Regions from separate parts of the Columba livia genome. Here region 2 is linked to region 1. The links are chromatin contacts, called in public Hi-C maps. All regions are on one chromosome and are shown on one strand. Each heading gives the region's core, a stretch centred on a gene start, on an enhancer-like site or on the middle of the called end of the contact. The rest is flanking DNA. Distances are from core to core; before and after follow the strand shown. Region 1 overlaps SGK1 (serum/glucocorticoid regulated kinase 1). Region 2 has its middle 96 kb from the start of ALDH8A1.

Evidence for each region. Hi-C and Micro-C count contacts between places; a contact is called where the count stands out from the background.
Region 2: a contact with region 1 is called in a Hi-C map of crop, with 4 times the contacts expected there. The contact joins two enhancer-like sites. A contact is called at or near these places in 2 of 2 Hi-C or Micro-C datasets (crop and liver).

What each region holds. Positions count from the first base shown.
Region 1 is chr3:59,519,614-59,522,758 of bColLiv1.pat.W.v2, forward strand. It overlaps SGK1 (serum/glucocorticoid regulated kinase 1), which reads right to left. Exons shown (of 14, transcript XM_065057052.1): 7 at 2,906-2,989; 8 at 2,671-2,802; 9 at 2,274-2,386; 10 at 1,942-2,065; 11 at 1,518-1,613; 12 at 1,263-1,418; 13 at 1,067-1,156; 14 at 1-347. The coding sequence ends at 180. Among named protein-coding and RNA genes, the nearest start is that of SLC2A12, 30 kb to the left of the region's middle. Within about 2 kb of position 1,363, at least 1 of the 3 cell types and tissues checked has an H3K27ac peak away from gene starts, as active enhancers do.
Region 2 is chr3:59,803,316-59,806,710 of bColLiv1.pat.W.v2, forward strand. No RefSeq gene overlaps it. Among named protein-coding and RNA genes, the nearest start is that of ALDH8A1, 96 kb to the right of the region's middle. Within about 2 kb of position 1,341, at least 1 of the 3 cell types and tissues checked has an H3K27ac peak away from gene starts, as active enhancers do.

The DNA of each region.
Region 1 (3,145 bases), core at 113-2,612:
ATGTGCTCTTCAAAAAAGCTTCCAGCAAACAGTGTAGTTGAAATTAAGGCTGCAAAGCTGCCATGGTAGAAATGTGCAAATTCTCTTTCAAAATGACCGGTCAACTGGCAGTTTCACCAGAAGGCCAAACAAAAATAAAAATAATAGTTATTATTATTAAAAAAGAAAAAGAAAAATGTTCACAAGAAAGAGTCCACAGGTGGGGCATATGAGAAGCCCAAAAAAGCCTCAGCAGCCTCTTTGACGCTGGCAGTGATGAGGATGCTGTCTGGGGACTGGCCGATGGAACTGGGGACTGGCTCGTCTGTAAACTCCGGATCAAAGTGTCGCAGGTCACTGGGGCCACTCTGTGGAAAGAGCAGAAAATGAAAGATACAACAGTTAGACACAAATGTTTTGTGAGTGCACAGTTCAAGTCAAAATGGGGACAAGCACCCTTGTGCAGAGACTCACAGTGTTATCACCTTGGGCCCACTGTTTTAAGAGTCTTTGACAGTTTTAGTCTTTTTTTTTTTGTCTCCTGCTGCATGTTGTCTCACTAAAACCAAGATGATTCAGTTTTAATGCACTATCCCCCAACTAAGCTCATGCAACAATGCAAACATGCCACTCTGCCATGCAGCAGTTTGCAGGGGAAGACTTTGATCTCTGGGCTAGTTACTAAATTTAGGTTATAAAATGCTCAGAAAGTGAAAGAGAACAACCTCCACAACCAGATCTCCCTCTTTAGGTATTAGTATCTAACAAGCCAAATGCCACTCTGCCCTTAGAAGCTACTTGCTTTCTACACCTTACCTTCCCCTTGGATAAAATGGGGATGCTGGGGATGACTTTAAAATAGCCATGCAAATGAAGCATGTGATAGGCCAAAAAACCCAGCTAAATTCATATGCTCCATCAGCTACTTGCTTATTTTTAATCTTCCTGGTTCAGCCACAGGGGAAGGAAAAGCTGTGTTCCCCGTACACACCCATCCAGCCAGTTGCCCCCAGCTCCTGGGCACAACATGAAGACAAGGGGGAAAAAGACACTCTCCATACATTCTATAATTAGAAGTGATACATACCACATTTGGGTTAAAAGGGGGCGTAATCTTCTTATTAATGAGATCATCCCAGTTAATTGGGGAGAAGAAGATGTGATTCTTAATCTCCATCTGTTACAGAGAGAAAAATAGATTAATTCAGACCCAAGCTAATGTAAGCAGTATGGCCTAGTCACCCTTCTGTGCTGCCCACAGGCACCAGCTGGTTTCCACTTACAAAGTCCTCCTTGGCACCAAGCCTCTTTGTCCTGTCCTTCTGCAAGAGGCCTTCCAGGAGATGTCTAGCAGAGTTGGTAATATTTGGCTTCAGCTGCAAGGGTTTGTTCAAGATGTTGTCGTACATTTCTGCCGTGTTCCTGCTGTAGAAGGGCGGCTGTAGGAATAGGAAAGGAGAGATCTGGGTTAATGAGGCTTCTTGAGGGAGAAGGACAAGTAAGCTAGTTTGATTTGTCATGAAGGATTCACTGCTTACCAGGCCATAAAGCATCTCATACAGGACTGCTCCAAGGCACCACCAGTCCACAGTCCGGTCATAGGGCTGCTTATGGAGAACTTCAGGAGCAAGATACTGTGTAAGAAAAGGAAGAGAGCCACATTAACCAAAGAGATCTTTACAATTAGGAAAGCCTCTCATTCTTGAATGAAAGCAGCTTACCGAATCCCAGCAATATCTAAGCTACTGGAGGGCTACAAGCTCTTTATAAACAGGGAGGCAGCTCAAAAACTGTCCTCTCCTGCTTAACAAGCCCTACATATCCTCACTGGCAGCATGATATTACAAGACCCATAATACCCCCTTGCTTGTCTAACAAGCCAGAAATATACATGGGACACGTCAGGTTTCACTGACGAAAACAGCGCTTGCTGCCACTCTGCATGCCGCGGGCTGCCCGTACCTCCGGTGTGCCGCAGAAGGTGGAGGTCGTGCCATTGTGCTCTATGTTTTCTTTGCAGAGTCCAAAGTCAGTCAAGACAATGTGCCCCTGTGAATCAAGCAGAATATTCTCCGGCTTCAAGTCTCTGTAGGAAGAGATGAAAGAAGACAAGGGCTTGTTAGAGGACCTACAGCGAGACTATTTCAAGTGCAATTGCTTACAGAACCTCACTAAGCCACGAAAAAATATTAAAAGCAATTCTGAACTCACATTGAGTTCAACTTGTCAATGTTTATTCAACAAAGCACGTTTTTTCTTTTTTTCAGTCTGCCAAGCTGCACAAGATTGCTTACCGATAAACAATGTTCAGGGAGTGCAGGTAGCCCAGTGCACTGGCGATTTCAGCAGTGTAAAATCGAGCTCTTGGCTCCAGGAAGCAACGCTCCCTCTGGAGATGGTAGAACAACTACAGGAGACAGAGAGAACAAAGTTGTTTAAACGGCGCCAAAGCCTGTTAACAATGCACTTAATTAGACTCAACATATATAGCCAGGGAGAACAATAGCAGGAAATGGCCTAATGATCCTTTGGTAGTTCAAAACCTGGCAGGCTGGAAACACTCAATCTAGTAACTTTTCCCCCATGACTTTTCCCCTTGCAACTCTTTTTTATTTAAAAGGAAGGGTGAAAAAGTCTACCCTACCACTGTGCACATGATAGGAAATACTATTTCATTTTCTTACTGCTTACCTCTCCACCATTGATGTAGTCTAGGACAAAATACAATTTGTCTGCAGTTTGGAAGGAAAAGTGCAGCCCAACCAGGAAGGGGTGTTTCACATTTTTCAGCAGGACATTACGTTCTGACATAATGTGCTTCTCCTGAAAACATAAGAAATTATCAATGTTTAGTACACTTGCTTAGTAACAGCAGTAAAAATATATTTTGTGTACATCACAATGGCATCAGGAAGAAGCAGCTTACCTCCTTCTTCTTCAGGATTGCTTTTTTCTGCAGGACTTTAACAGCATAGAACTGCTCTTCTGCCTTATGTCGTGCAAGGAGAACCTGAAAGAGGATAAAATTCCAGAACTGAGCAATGCTGAAATACAGAACAGCTTGTAAACACAACTGGAAACAAGCCTTTACTGACTGAACTGCTGAGCACTTTTACATCCCTTTGGTTCAACGTGCAAGTCCTTTGCTGGAAATGCCTAAACACTA
Region 2 (3,395 bases), core at 91-2,590, 280 kb after region 1:
AGGTCAGCAACATCATGTGATGCAAACGGGCACGAGACACAACACAGGAGAAAGGAAAACCAGCTGTTGAGCACAGAGTCAGTTGCTGAAAAGGAGCCAGTAAAGAAATGTGTCTATACCCCAACAGCACTGGTAGACACTTCTTTTCCCTCCAAACCAGCCAGGTGAAGATGGACAAATCCAGGATCCCATGATGGATGCTAAAACTTAGGGCTTTATGAAAACCATAGGAATAGGAGTGCAGCACTTGTATATATCACTCTTTCAGGTTACAAACACATAGTAGCAGAGAAATATCAATACACTCAAAACATTTTTCAGAGGTTGCTGAAAGACAGTAGCATCTGCCTCCACGGCCCATACCCTCTTCCATAATACTGGGTTATAGTTCAGGGTCCAACAGCCTATGCCTAACAGGAGTGTGGAAATGTTTCCTTTAACAACAAGCTTACACAATCTGTTTTACAACACACACTGGCAACAGTGTTCACAACTGCTCCTGCATTATCTTGCTGCATTTTGCTGTTCATAAAGATACCTAAAGAACACACACTATTTAACCCCCTCTATAGGCTGGGAGAGGGGTGCAACAAAACAACAACAAATTATGTTGGCCTGATCTCTGCCAGAAACTACTGCATGCTTTACAATGTCTCCAGAGGTTTCCAAAAACAAAAACGGGACTTACACACTTACTTTTCACAGGTTTTGCATTAGTAATGAGCTCCTTAACTACAACTTGTGCCTTTCAAAAACTTCCTTCCTGGTCTTTAGAATAATGTCAAAAAATGTGACGCATGAGGAAAATCAACACCTCAAGTTAAAAGTATTTGTTATGGGACAACTAAGCAAAATGAATATATCATCAAAACACTGTTGGCATGTAGGTTGAAGTTAAGCACATGACACAAATGCATAGTCTTAGAAAGAAGGTGATCTAATAATTATGTTTCTTTAGGTTCCACTGTAAGCTTTTAAAAAACATTTACTGCAATAAAAAGCTGATGATTATGACATGCACACAGCTTCCTCTGCATTCAACAGCCACTGATCAATGTGTCAAGATCACAACTTCACATGACCCAGTGTGACCAAGCTTTGGAAATGCTGTTATGAATCTCATGATGCTGTGCTTTTTCTGTGATAACACGAGCTCTTGGAGTCATATGAACAAGCATTAATTTGTTTGGGTTTCTTGCTTTCTAAAGAAGTGTGCTTTCATCCTGTATTTTGGGCAGATGAAGTTGAAAAATCCAAAAACATTAGATAATACACAACTAGATCCCAATATTTAAAAGGTTTTCTGCCACTCACCCCCTGCCCCTCCCCCCTCCCAGGTATGCTTGGGTTTATCTTCTTGTTGTACTCCATAGCTTTGCTATAATGCAAGAGATTAATGCCTATGTTTATTGTTTCCCCATTTTACGACAATGAAAAAAATTCACTGTATAAGAAAATGCCTAAGGAGTGAGGTCCATTTTGATTTAGTTCAATATCTTATCAGAAGAGCAATGCAAGAGGTCCACTGTGGTGTTTCTCATTGCCATAATCCCAGCACTGGGTTTCTGTAGTAGACTCACTTGGTTTGTTCTCCTGTATTGTTGCCCTCATCATTTAGATAGATCTGTATTCATTTCACAGGCAGCTTCACTCTGAAACTTTTGTTCAAGTGCTAATTATCTCACGCGCCACTTTCTTTTCAAAGGCTCCCAATAAATGTAAAAAGATTGAATAGTCCAAAGAGGTGAATATACTTGATATGTTCCAAGATTTGAATCTGTACATTAGATTCTTATTTTCCTAGAAAATGAGATTAAATGAGATTAAACCAAAAAAGATCAGTATACCTGAGCATGCCCCTGTAATTATAAATCAAGTCTTGAGTAATGCCATAATATGCTAAACTTGTCTAATATCTCTGATGAAAAAAACATAATGACAATCTATGGAAAAGCAGAATGACATTTAACATGTTTTCCATTACTTCCCTGCCAGATTTTGATGATATTCAATTATATAGCCTGCTAGTGTGACAAATAACTCTTCTGTTTATAGCAGTTCTCTGTGACAAGTCCACAAATGTTCAGATTTTCCTCCGTGTGGATGGGATACTAGATGTGATCTTGCCTTCACATCCAGTCCTGAGAGAAACCAGAGGTGAAGCCTACAAAGCAGAATGGCAACTTCCTTTTTGAAGAGCTAGGAATAAGAGATCAAAGAGAAGTCTTTCTGCTTCAAGAAGAAAGGGTTCGGTGTATTCAGCCCCTAGCTATATCTTCCAGTGGAGGGATCTCACTGATGGAACTGTCTGATCTCTGGAGGTATTCAGGGTGTGTCCCAGGAGAGCAGGAAGCAGAGCAGGAGGTGCCTTATCACCTGCTTTTCCAAATCACGTAAGTTAAGAGCAAATTAAGATTTATCACAAGTTAAAACTAGCCCAAACCTATTTATATTTTTTTACTGTTCTCATGATGGGTGTAAGGGTTATATTTCAGTGTATAGATACATATGCATATAGTTATATATGCATATGTACTTGTACATGAATATGTATACATATACGTGTGCATGTGCCTATCAAAACAATTTCAGACAATTCAAACCAGTGCAAGTAGCCAATTTGGACAGTTCAAAACATAACTTATTTGGATTGTGGGCAGGATTTCATACAATGCAAAATCTATTCTGAAACACCTGTACTTATGAGGTCTGCTTAGGAAAGGTGGTTTTGCCTTTCAGAAAGACTTGTGTGAAGCTCTAAGTATCAGACCAATCTATGGAAGAGATGCTGCATGGATAAGACATCATGGTTTATAGCTGCTCAGCTTTTTATCATGGTATGTCTCAATGGACTTTTTCTTTCTCTAAATGTAAATAACTTTATTTGCCTTTGCAGAAAGGTATTTACCTTTGCATAAATACAGATTAATGTGTTTTCTTATTTGCTATCAGCTTTGCTTTATGTCCTGGGGTATGGACCACTTACTGCTTTGCTTGGTCAAAACCAACAGTTCAAACAACGTTTAAGCTCTAGGAATGGCTTTTCCCAGCTGCAGACAGCGGTGTAAGAGCGCCTTCTATGTTTAGACAGAAGAAATGCAGGACAGAAAAGCCATTGAAAACTTGAGTCAATCGAATTAAAGCCCATCCCTCTCGGGTACAAGTTGAACTACTCTTAAACTATAAGAACGAAGGGCACAAGAGCTTTCTCTCTGTTAAAATAAAAATGGGTCAAACTCATCCTCAGGGTGGCAAGGCTATAGCTGCCATCTTTGGAGCATGATTACAAATATTTTTTGCTGTAGGATAGGTGTGGTCTCTGAGGAGTTGTACTCAGAGCTCTATCAGCAATGAGCTTTTAAAAAATAATTTCAAAAAAAATTTTTGTAGTTTTC